Regions from separate parts of the Sus scrofa genome. Here regions 1 and 2 are each linked to region 3. Evidence: chromatin contacts called from public Hi-C and HiChIP or PLAC-seq data. All regions are on one chromosome and are shown on one strand. Each heading gives the region's core, a stretch centred on a gene start, on an enhancer-like site or on the middle of the called end of the contact. The rest is flanking DNA. Distances are from core to core; before and after follow the strand shown. Region 1 overlaps LITAF (lipopolysaccharide-induced tumor necrosis factor-alpha factor). Region 2 has its middle 110 kb from the start of LITAF. Region 3 holds the start of LITAF (lipopolysaccharide-induced tumor necrosis factor-alpha factor).

Evidence for each region. Hi-C and Micro-C count contacts between places; a contact is called where the count stands out from the background. HiChIP or PLAC-seq counts read pairs in DNA pulled down with a chosen protein or histone mark.
Region 1: a contact with region 3 is called in an H3K27ac HiChIP or PLAC-seq map of alveolar macrophages. The contact joins the enhancer-like site here to the promoter of LITAF in region 3. A contact is called at or near these places in 5 of 47 Hi-C or Micro-C datasets (blood, embryonic fibroblasts, epiblast stem cells and 1 more) and 2 of 2 datasets of contacts at active chromatin or transcription factors (alveolar macrophages and skeletal muscle).
Region 2: a Hi-C map of embryonic fibroblasts shows a contact between it and region 3, with 4 times the contacts expected there. The contact joins the enhancer-like site here to the promoter of LITAF in region 3. A contact is called at or near these places in 3 of 5 promoter capture datasets (fetal liver, liver and skeletal muscle), 31 of 47 Hi-C or Micro-C datasets (adipose tissue, alveolar macrophages, blood and 16 more) and 2 of 2 datasets of contacts at active chromatin or transcription factors (alveolar macrophages and skeletal muscle).

Annotation. Positions count from the first base shown.
Region 1 is chr3:31,562,232-31,564,931 of Sscrofa11.1, forward strand. All of the region lies in intron 1 of LITAF (lipopolysaccharide-induced tumor necrosis factor-alpha factor), which reads left to right. Among named protein-coding and RNA genes, the nearest start is that of LITAF, 81 kb to the left of the region's middle. Within about 2 kb of position 1,315, at least 39 of the 83 cell types and tissues checked have an H3K27ac peak or open chromatin away from gene starts, as enhancers often do. A contact at or near this core is called in alveolar macrophages, omental adipose tissue and skeletal muscle, where this site is marked.
Region 2 is chr3:31,593,261-31,595,995 of Sscrofa11.1, forward strand. No RefSeq gene overlaps it. Among named protein-coding and RNA genes, the nearest start is that of LITAF, 110 kb to the left of the region's middle. Within about 2 kb of position 1,356, at least 25 of the 83 cell types and tissues checked have an H3K27ac peak or open chromatin away from gene starts, as enhancers often do. A contact at or near this core is called in adipose tissue, embryonic fibroblasts, epiblast stem cells and 2 more, where this site is marked.
Region 3 is chr3:31,481,094-31,484,000 of Sscrofa11.1, forward strand. It overlaps LITAF (lipopolysaccharide-induced tumor necrosis factor-alpha factor), which reads left to right and starts at 1,512. Exons shown (of 4, transcript XM_021086604.1): 1 at 1,512-1,531.

The sequences.
Region 1 (2,700 bases), core at 65-2,564, 81 kb after region 3:
CAAGATTCTCAAGGCTGTGCTTTCTGTGGCAAAACTGCGGCTTGGCTGTTCTGTTAAACTCAGAGATGCTGTCCTGTGGTTTCCAGGGTGTCCCAGAAAAAGGGACACAAGTCTTATTAGATGGGATCTTGCACACAGGTGGCCTGCTCTTGAGTGATGCAGATGCGTGATGCAGATGGAAAATGAGCGATGGAGAGAGAGAGAGAGAGAGAGAGAGAGAGAGAGAGAGAGAGAGAGAGAGAGAGAGAGAAAGAGTGTGTGTGTGTGTGTGTCTGTGCCTGTGTGTTTGTGTCCGAATTCGGGCTGTTCTTAAGAGTTTCACGTGGCAGGAGTGAGGGGTGGGTGGAAGCCATTTGAACAGATCCTTTCGGAAAGGGTGGCTGGGTGGGCCTCCTGCCCCTGGGGGAACCAAATTAAAAAGAAATGAGGGGGGGAGGGAAAAAAAAAAGAAATGGGCTGACTGAAGTGGCATTTCCGGGCCTGGGGCCTGGGGGAGGGCAGGCTGTGGAATTTATTTAGAAAGCTTGCAAAGCAGCTGGTTATATATATTTTTTTCCTCTCTCTCTCTTTTTTCAAACCTTTCCCGCTTGTTGCTCATGTTCTTTTCAGCGTTATGAGCATGTTTATGGGGCTGTTTGATCCACAAGCAATGTTCCCAAAAGGCAGTGTCCTGAAGTTCCAGAACACAGGATGTGAGCCCAAGAAAGTTGATGATGGTCCATAAAACGGGGGTGGGGTGTTAATTTCCTTCCAGAACCAGAAGCTCAGACCCTTCCTTCCTTCTAGATGTCTCGGGAGGTTGCCCTCCTGACCCCCCCAGCTTCCTAACACCTGTGCATTAGTTCTCAGCAACACAGCCTCTGGCTGGGTTCCTTCCCTTTTGCGGGAAAGGGCCAATGGTTTGACCCAAACTATCTGCAGAATGTTGGGTGCCCCAAGCCCCTCTCTTTTGCCTCCCAAAGCCCTCCCTTCGCAACCACGGCAAACTGCTCTTTGAGGCTTTCTGGCCGCCCGACACTTTTTGCTCTTCTGTTTTTTTTTTTTTTTTTTTTTCCTGTGACTCAGTTTTCATCATACATCGTGGCAGCAGCTCTGGGTCAGCCCTTCCTGAGACAGGAAGGGCCAGTGAGTCTGTGACGTTGCACTCAGAGGTCACCTGGCTGAAGTCTCCTGGGGCCCAGGCCGCAGATGGGGGTGGGGATGGAGCCCCCGCGGGCCGGGAGGGGACAACAGCCAGCCTCAGAGGGGAGCCTGGTAGGGAGGTGTCCTGGGCTGCTGTCTGCACCCTGTCTTGCCTCCTGCCTCTGCCCCTTCCTTTCCTGTTGTGTCAGAGGACACTGACACAGTCATATACCTTAACCGCGCTTCAAAGTCAGTCTCAGTTTGAAACCGTGAACCCGTGTCGCAAAGACGTCCAGGGTCTTGTTAACCCATGTGTGGTTACCCTTCTGTAGCCTGGTAATGCAGACACCCCACTCCGCCCCAACCCGCCCACACCTAGGGGCTTTGCTTCGTGTTTCTGGAACAGCTCTGCCTCGTCTTTGCTGTCCAAGGTTGGGCCTTTCCTCTTCTCTGTAACCTTCCATGGCTCCCGTTGCTCCATAGCATTGCTGTCCCGTAAAACCAGAAAGCAAGCCACACAGGCGATGTAGCACTGTCTGGTACCCACATTTTAAGAAGTAAAAACAGGCACTCCCGTTGTGGCGCGGTGGTTAACGAATCCGACTGGGAACCGTGAGATTGCGGGTTCGATCCCTGGCCTTGCTCAGTGGGTTAAGGATCCGGCGTTGCCGTGAGCTGTGGTGTAGGCCACAGACAAGGCTCAGATCCCTCGTTGCTGTGGCTGTGGTGTAGGCAGGCAGCTATAGCTCCAATTTGACCCCTAGCCTGGGAACCTCCATTTGCCACAGGTGTGGCCCTAAAAAGCAATAATAAAAATAGTAATAGTAATAATAATAATAATAAATTACTTAAATATAATTGAACAATTCAGATCCTCTGTCCATTCCAAGTGCTCAGCAGTCTCGTGGGGCTGCCGGTGACCATATTGGACAGCCCAGACTATCCTTCTGGAAGGTTCCATCAGACAACACAGGCTTACAGAATGAGGTCCGAACATCTCTGAGGGGCTTTTGAAATTTTCAAGCACCCAGCCCCAAGCTATCTAGCATTATTGATTGGTTTTGTTTTTTGCAGATTGATTTTCCTGTGCCTGTCTTTGCCCTGGAAAGCCCCTTCATCTCTTTCCATAGAGGAATCTCCTCTTTGAGGCCGGGCTGGAAGGCTCAGCGTCCCCGCAGGACGCTCCCCTTCTCCCCACAGCAGAATGGACTGCTGCCTCCGATTCTGTGGGTTCTAGAAGAGGAGGTAGCGTGCGTGGGAAGCGGTGGCAGGCCTGTCCGACTGTGATCCACTGTCGTCAAGCCCCGTTTCTCCTGAGACAGGTTTCAGTGGATCGTCTAACACACGGCGGTAGCCCTGCCCCGTTGGAAAAACAGAACCAGACAAAGGACGGCACTGTGTCCTTCGCCAGTGGCCCAGGGGCTGCGGAGCCTGGAACCGCAGACAGGAACACACCCCGGGTCCAGGCGGTGTAATTCTAGGCAGGCACAGCTCTGCCGGGGCAAAAAAAAAAACCTTTTCTTTGCCTTCACAAAAGGACACGTGTGCCTGGCCATTCTGATTCTTATTTTTAAAAAT
Region 2 (2,735 bases), core at 106-2,605, 110 kb after region 3:
GTTCCCAGAGAAAGAGGACCAGGTACGCATTTCTTAACATGAAAGAAGCCAGTTTTGGAATTCCCGTCATGGCGCAGCGGAAATGAATCCGACTAGGAACCATGAGGTTTTGGGTTCGATCCCTGGCCTCGCTCAGTGGGTTAAGGATCTGGCATGGCCGTGAGCTGTGGTGTAGGTCACAGACGTGGCTCAGATCTGGTGTTGATGTGGCTCTGGCCTAGGCCGGCAGCTACAGCTCCAGTTAGACCCCTAGCCTGGGAACCTCCACATGCTGCGGGTGTGGCCCTGAAAAGACCAAAAGACAAAAAAAAAAAGAGAGAGAGAGAGAGAGAGGAAGAAGGAAAGAAGCAAGTTTGGCCTAGGTCATTCTGTAGTCTAAGCCTGGCCAAAATGCTTGCCCGAGTACATTCACATTCTGATCCCCCAAACCTGTGGATGTTATGGTCTGTGGCAAAAGGGTCTTTGCACAGGTGATTAAGGTGAGAACCTTGAGGTGGGGAGGGTCGCCGGGATTATCCAGGTGGACCCAACATCCTCACAGTGGTCCTTAAAAGAGGGAGGCAGGGAAGTCAGACCTGTAAACAATGGCTTGGGATAGAACGCGATGGAAGAAAAGGAACGTCCATGTCTGTATGACCAGGTCCCTCTACTGTGCAGCAGGAGCTGGCACCGCACTGTAAATCAACTTTATGTTCATTTAAAACATTCTTTCCTTGAAACAACAAAAAATTCTTTCATTGAAACAACACAACAAAATTCTTTCATTGAAACAACAAAATTCTTGCATGGAAACAATTCTTTCATTGAAACAACACAACAAAATTTCATTGAAAGAACACAACAAAATTCTTTGAAGCAACAAAATTCTTTCATTGAAACAACAACAATTAACAAAATTCTTTCATTGAAACAACAATAAATTCTTTCATTGAAACAACAACAATTAACAAAATTCTTTCATTGAAACAGCAACAAAATTCTTTCATTGAAACAGCAACCGTATTGGAGGAGAAGGGGCGTGTGCCAGGACTGAAGCAGAGACAGAAGGGATGAACTTGAAGACAGAGGAAGGAAGGGACCACAAGCCAGAGGGGAGGAAGCCTCCGGGAGCTGGAAAAGGCAGGGAGATTTTTTTCTCCTCTCGGAGCCTCCAGAGGGAATCTGCCTGACCAGCACCTTGGTTTTTAGCCCAGTGCGAGATCCTTGGCAGACTTGTGACCTCCAGAACTGTGAGACTAAATGTGTGTTGTATTAGTTAAGTTCCTGGTGACTCATCATCACAGCAGCCGTAGGAAATGAACACACAGGAACCCTTAAAAGCAGAGAACTTTCTCTGGCTGGAGGCAGAAAGGTGTCCCGGAAGGAAAGACTCAGAGCATGGGAGGGGCTTTGAGAAAGGCCTGGAAGGAATGTGGGCAGCCTATGGGGGAGAGGGGGAGGGAAGCCAGCGTCCCAGCTGGAAACGGAGACCTCAGTTCTGCAATCTTTCCTGAGGAACGGAGTTCAGCCAACCATCTGAATGAGCTTGCAAGCCCATCCAATCCTGTGAAATAAAATTCTTCGTTTATGGCAAGACAAGAAAAATGTCAACATGAAAATTCTCCCACCCCTTGGCCTCCTCTCTCTGGTGTTGTGCTTTCTGTATCTGTGTTATGCACGGACCCCACCTCTCCCATCAGCAGGAATACCTGCTCCACCACAAAGAGCAACCTTCTCCCAGCATCAACAAGATAACTCCTGGAGTTCCCGTCGTGGCTCAGTGGTTAACGAATCCGGCTAGGAACCATGAGGTTGTGGGTTTGATCCCTGGCCTTGCTCAGTGGGTTAAGGATCCGGCATTGCCGTGAGCTGTGGTGTGGGTCACAGACGTGGCTCGGATCCCGCATTGCTCTGGTGGTGGCTACAGCTCTAATTAGACCCCTAGCCTGGGAACCTCCATATGCTGTGGGTGCAGCCCAAGAAATGGCAAAAAGACCAAAAAAAACCCCAAGATAACTCCTGCAAAGATAATCTTCCTTCTTGATCGCATGTGGGGTCACATGACGTACCACGATGACGTGTAATCTGGATCATGTGCACTGTTCATAATACATCATTTGATACATAACCCTCTGTCTCAAGAAACTTAGATAGCCGTGCCTTTACGTCTAAGAAAGAGGTGGAACAGTTCTTAGCGCTTTCAGAGATGCTCTTCCTGGATTATAATCCTCAAATTTTCCTTGAGTAAAACTGTCCATTTCTTTCTTTTTTTGGGCTGCCCTGCGGCATCTGGAGTTCCTTGGCCAGAGATCAGATTTGAGCCACGATTGCAACCGATGCTGCAGCTGTGGCCATGCTGGATCCTTAACCCAATGTGCCAGGCCAGGGATTGAACCTGTGTCCCAGAATGCCTGAGAGGCCACCGATCCCATTGCACCACAGCAGGGACTCCCATTTTTTCCTTCGATTGGCTGATTTTTTTGTTGTTGTTTTTCTTGGGGACAATCCCTAGAGCCTCCAGAAAGGAATGCAGCCATTGCTGGATTACATAGATGGCATGAGTAAGCACCCAGTGGAATAGTATGCAGCTGAGAAAAGAACAAGTCAGATCTGTGATCTTTGTCAAAGGGAAAATGTCACAGCGTTGTGTGTTTGAGGTCACTGTTGTATGCAAAAAGAAAAGACAGAAGGAAAAGAGGAAATACAGGTATTGGCTTGTCAATGTGTAAAATTCCCTGGAAGGATCCACCAGGAAC
Region 3 (2,907 bases), core at 262-2,761:
TGCCCCCCCCCACATACTGTTTCATAAAAGAAAAGAGGTTTGTAACAGCAAGAAAACCTCCAACTTGGAGTTTCCTGGTGATCTAGCAGTGGTTAAGGATCAGGCGTTGTTGCTGCTGTGGCCTGGGCTCGATCTAGGGCCTGGGAACTTCCACAGGTCGCAGGCATGGCCAGAAAAAAAAAGGCAAACACTCAAGTGGCAGCAAGGGATATGTCTATCAACGAATGAAGAGACATAGCATGTGGTCTATTATTACAGTGGAGTATCATTCAGCCTTAAAGAGGAATGTAGCCTGGCTACGTGTTACAACACAGATGAAACTTTTTTTTTCTTTTTGTCTTTTTGCCATTTCCTGGGCCGCTCCCGCGGCATATGGAGGTTCCCAGGCTAGGGGTCCAATCAGAGCTGTAGTCACCAGCCTACACCAGAGCCACAGCAACTCGGGATCCGAGCCGCATCTGCAACCTACATCACAGCTCACGGCAATGCCGGATCCTTAACCCACTGAGCAAGGCCAGGGATCGAACCCTCAACCTCATGGTTCCTAGTCGGACTCGTTAACCACTGAGCCACGATGGGAACTCCAACACAGATGAATCTTGAAAACACGCTGAGTGAGAGAAGCTGGTCCCCAGAGACCGCAGATTGTACGATTCCATTTACACGAAACATTCGGAATAGGCAAATTCATCAAGAGGGACATTAGTTCGTGGTTGCCAGGGCTGGGATGAATTGGGGGAAAACAGCAGTGGGGGGCCATTGCGAGGGGGTCTGGGCTTTGAGGCAGGGTGATGATAGTGTTGTAGAATGGATTGTGGCGATAGTTGCACTGTTCTAGAAATATACGAAAAGCCGTGGGATTGTACACTGGGAATTGTGTGTGACGTCTCTCTTGGCTGCTCCTCTTTCCAGCCCTGTGCCAGCTCAGCTCCCTGGGCAGCCCTGAGCACAGGGGTCCGCCCCCCCCAATTTCCCACCTGGAGGATGCAGGTGTTGAATCAGGTACATTCTGAGGCTACATCCAGCGCCAAGAGCTTATGATTTTGTTTTGACAGATGGTTACGTTTTCACCAGAGCCACCTGCCCACAGAGACCTGGGATAATAGAGGCCAAAGGTGGCCCATCAGCTCAGAAACCTGTAATTCCGCACATGCCCAACCATCCACAGGGACCGGAAGGAGCCGAGCAGACGCCAGCGGAAACCCACAGATGTTTGCAATTGACAACAGACCCATCAGCAGATGTCCTTAAAGAATTTGCCGGCACCTGCTGCCTGTTTACCAATGCTCCCTCCGTGAAGTTCACCTTCAGCTCACGGTGACCACCGCCACCGCCGCCGCCACTGGGGCCCCAAGTCGGGGATGCCTAGCTCGGGTGGCCCCTTGCTCTAGCCCCCAAGGACAGTCACTTGACCTCTCTGAGCCAGAGATGCTGCATGTGTGAAGGAGAAGTGGTAACGCTCACCTCCTAGGATGGCGGTGACGATTCGAAATGAAAACGTCTAGGGCCCTTGGCGTGGGGTCAGCTCCAGGTAGGTGCCCGGTCAGTGGCAGCTGTTGTGATTCCTCACCTCTTAGCCTCCGTTTCCCCAGCTGGGTTTGGACAGGGCTTATCTAGATCAGTGGTTCTCAGTTGGGGGTGATTTTACCCCCCAGCTGTGGGGCAAGGGAAGCTGCTGGCATCAGGTGGCGTCGGAGATGCTGCCAACGTCCGACAGGGTGCAGGACAGCCACGCACAGCGGGGGATTGTCCAGCCCCAAATGTCCACATGATCTGTATTAAGAAACCCTGGACTAAGTTCATCTCTGCGTTTCCCTCGCAGTAGAGGAAGTTTGGGTTGGGTCTGTGTTGCCTTGTGCTGGGAGGGGTCTGGAGCATCCAGGCTTTCAACCCGGACGTGGCCCCGTAGACTGGACCTCGGGCCTGGGACACTTCCTCCCAGGAGGCAAAGAGGCCCCTCAGCCTCAAAGCCTCATGTGGGGACCTTGTTCCTGTTTCAGGCCCAACGTGTGCATGTTTGTCTGGCTTAAGTGTGTGCATGTGTCACGGGGCGCTTGGCCAGCCTCACTGCTGTATTGTCCCCTGTGGGGAGGGGACAGGGTCCTGTGTTCAGTGACACAGGAGGGGTGCATGGATCAACTGCTGGGAGAGACCCGCTGGCCGTGGGGGACCGGATAGAGCTATTAGTATGTGGTGTATTGTCTGTTTCCCGCCCCCGCCTCATACGTCAGTCAACTACCAATGACTGTATGATGGTTGCACAGCTCTGAATGTACTAAAAATCATTGAAATGTACACTTTAAATGAGTTGATTGTAGGGTGTGTGAATTATATCTCAATGCATCTGTTAGAAAAAAAAAAAAGTGGATTCCAAGGTGCTTAGCTGAGCCAGGTTGTATTCAGGGTATTTCCTTAAAAGCCACACGTTTGGCCTCCAGGGGGCTGTGTTCGGCTGGTGAGACTTCGACATTTTTCCTTCTGTGCTGCTTGCAGTTACCTAGATTCCTTCATCTGCCTGTCTCCCATCCGGCGCCAAGATATCACGTGATCTCCATATGCTGCCTCAAGTTGCCAGGGTGCCTCGGCTGTGTCCCCATCCGCCTCCAGGCCATCCATTCCTCAGAATCAGTCTCTCACTCCAGCTGCGGTTACTCTTGCGAAGAGCCTCCGGGGGGAGTGTCCATTGTGGCTCAGTGGATTAAGAACCTAACTGGTATCCATCAGGGTGCGGGTTTGATCCCTGTCCTCGCTTAGTGGGTTAAGAATCCAGCATTGCCTGAGGCAAGCTGTGTAAGTCACAGACATGGCTCGGATCCCATGTTGCTGTGGCTGTGGTGTAGACCACCAGCTGTAGTTCTGATTCAACTCCTAGCCTGGGAACCTCCATATGCCGTGGGTGCGGCCCTA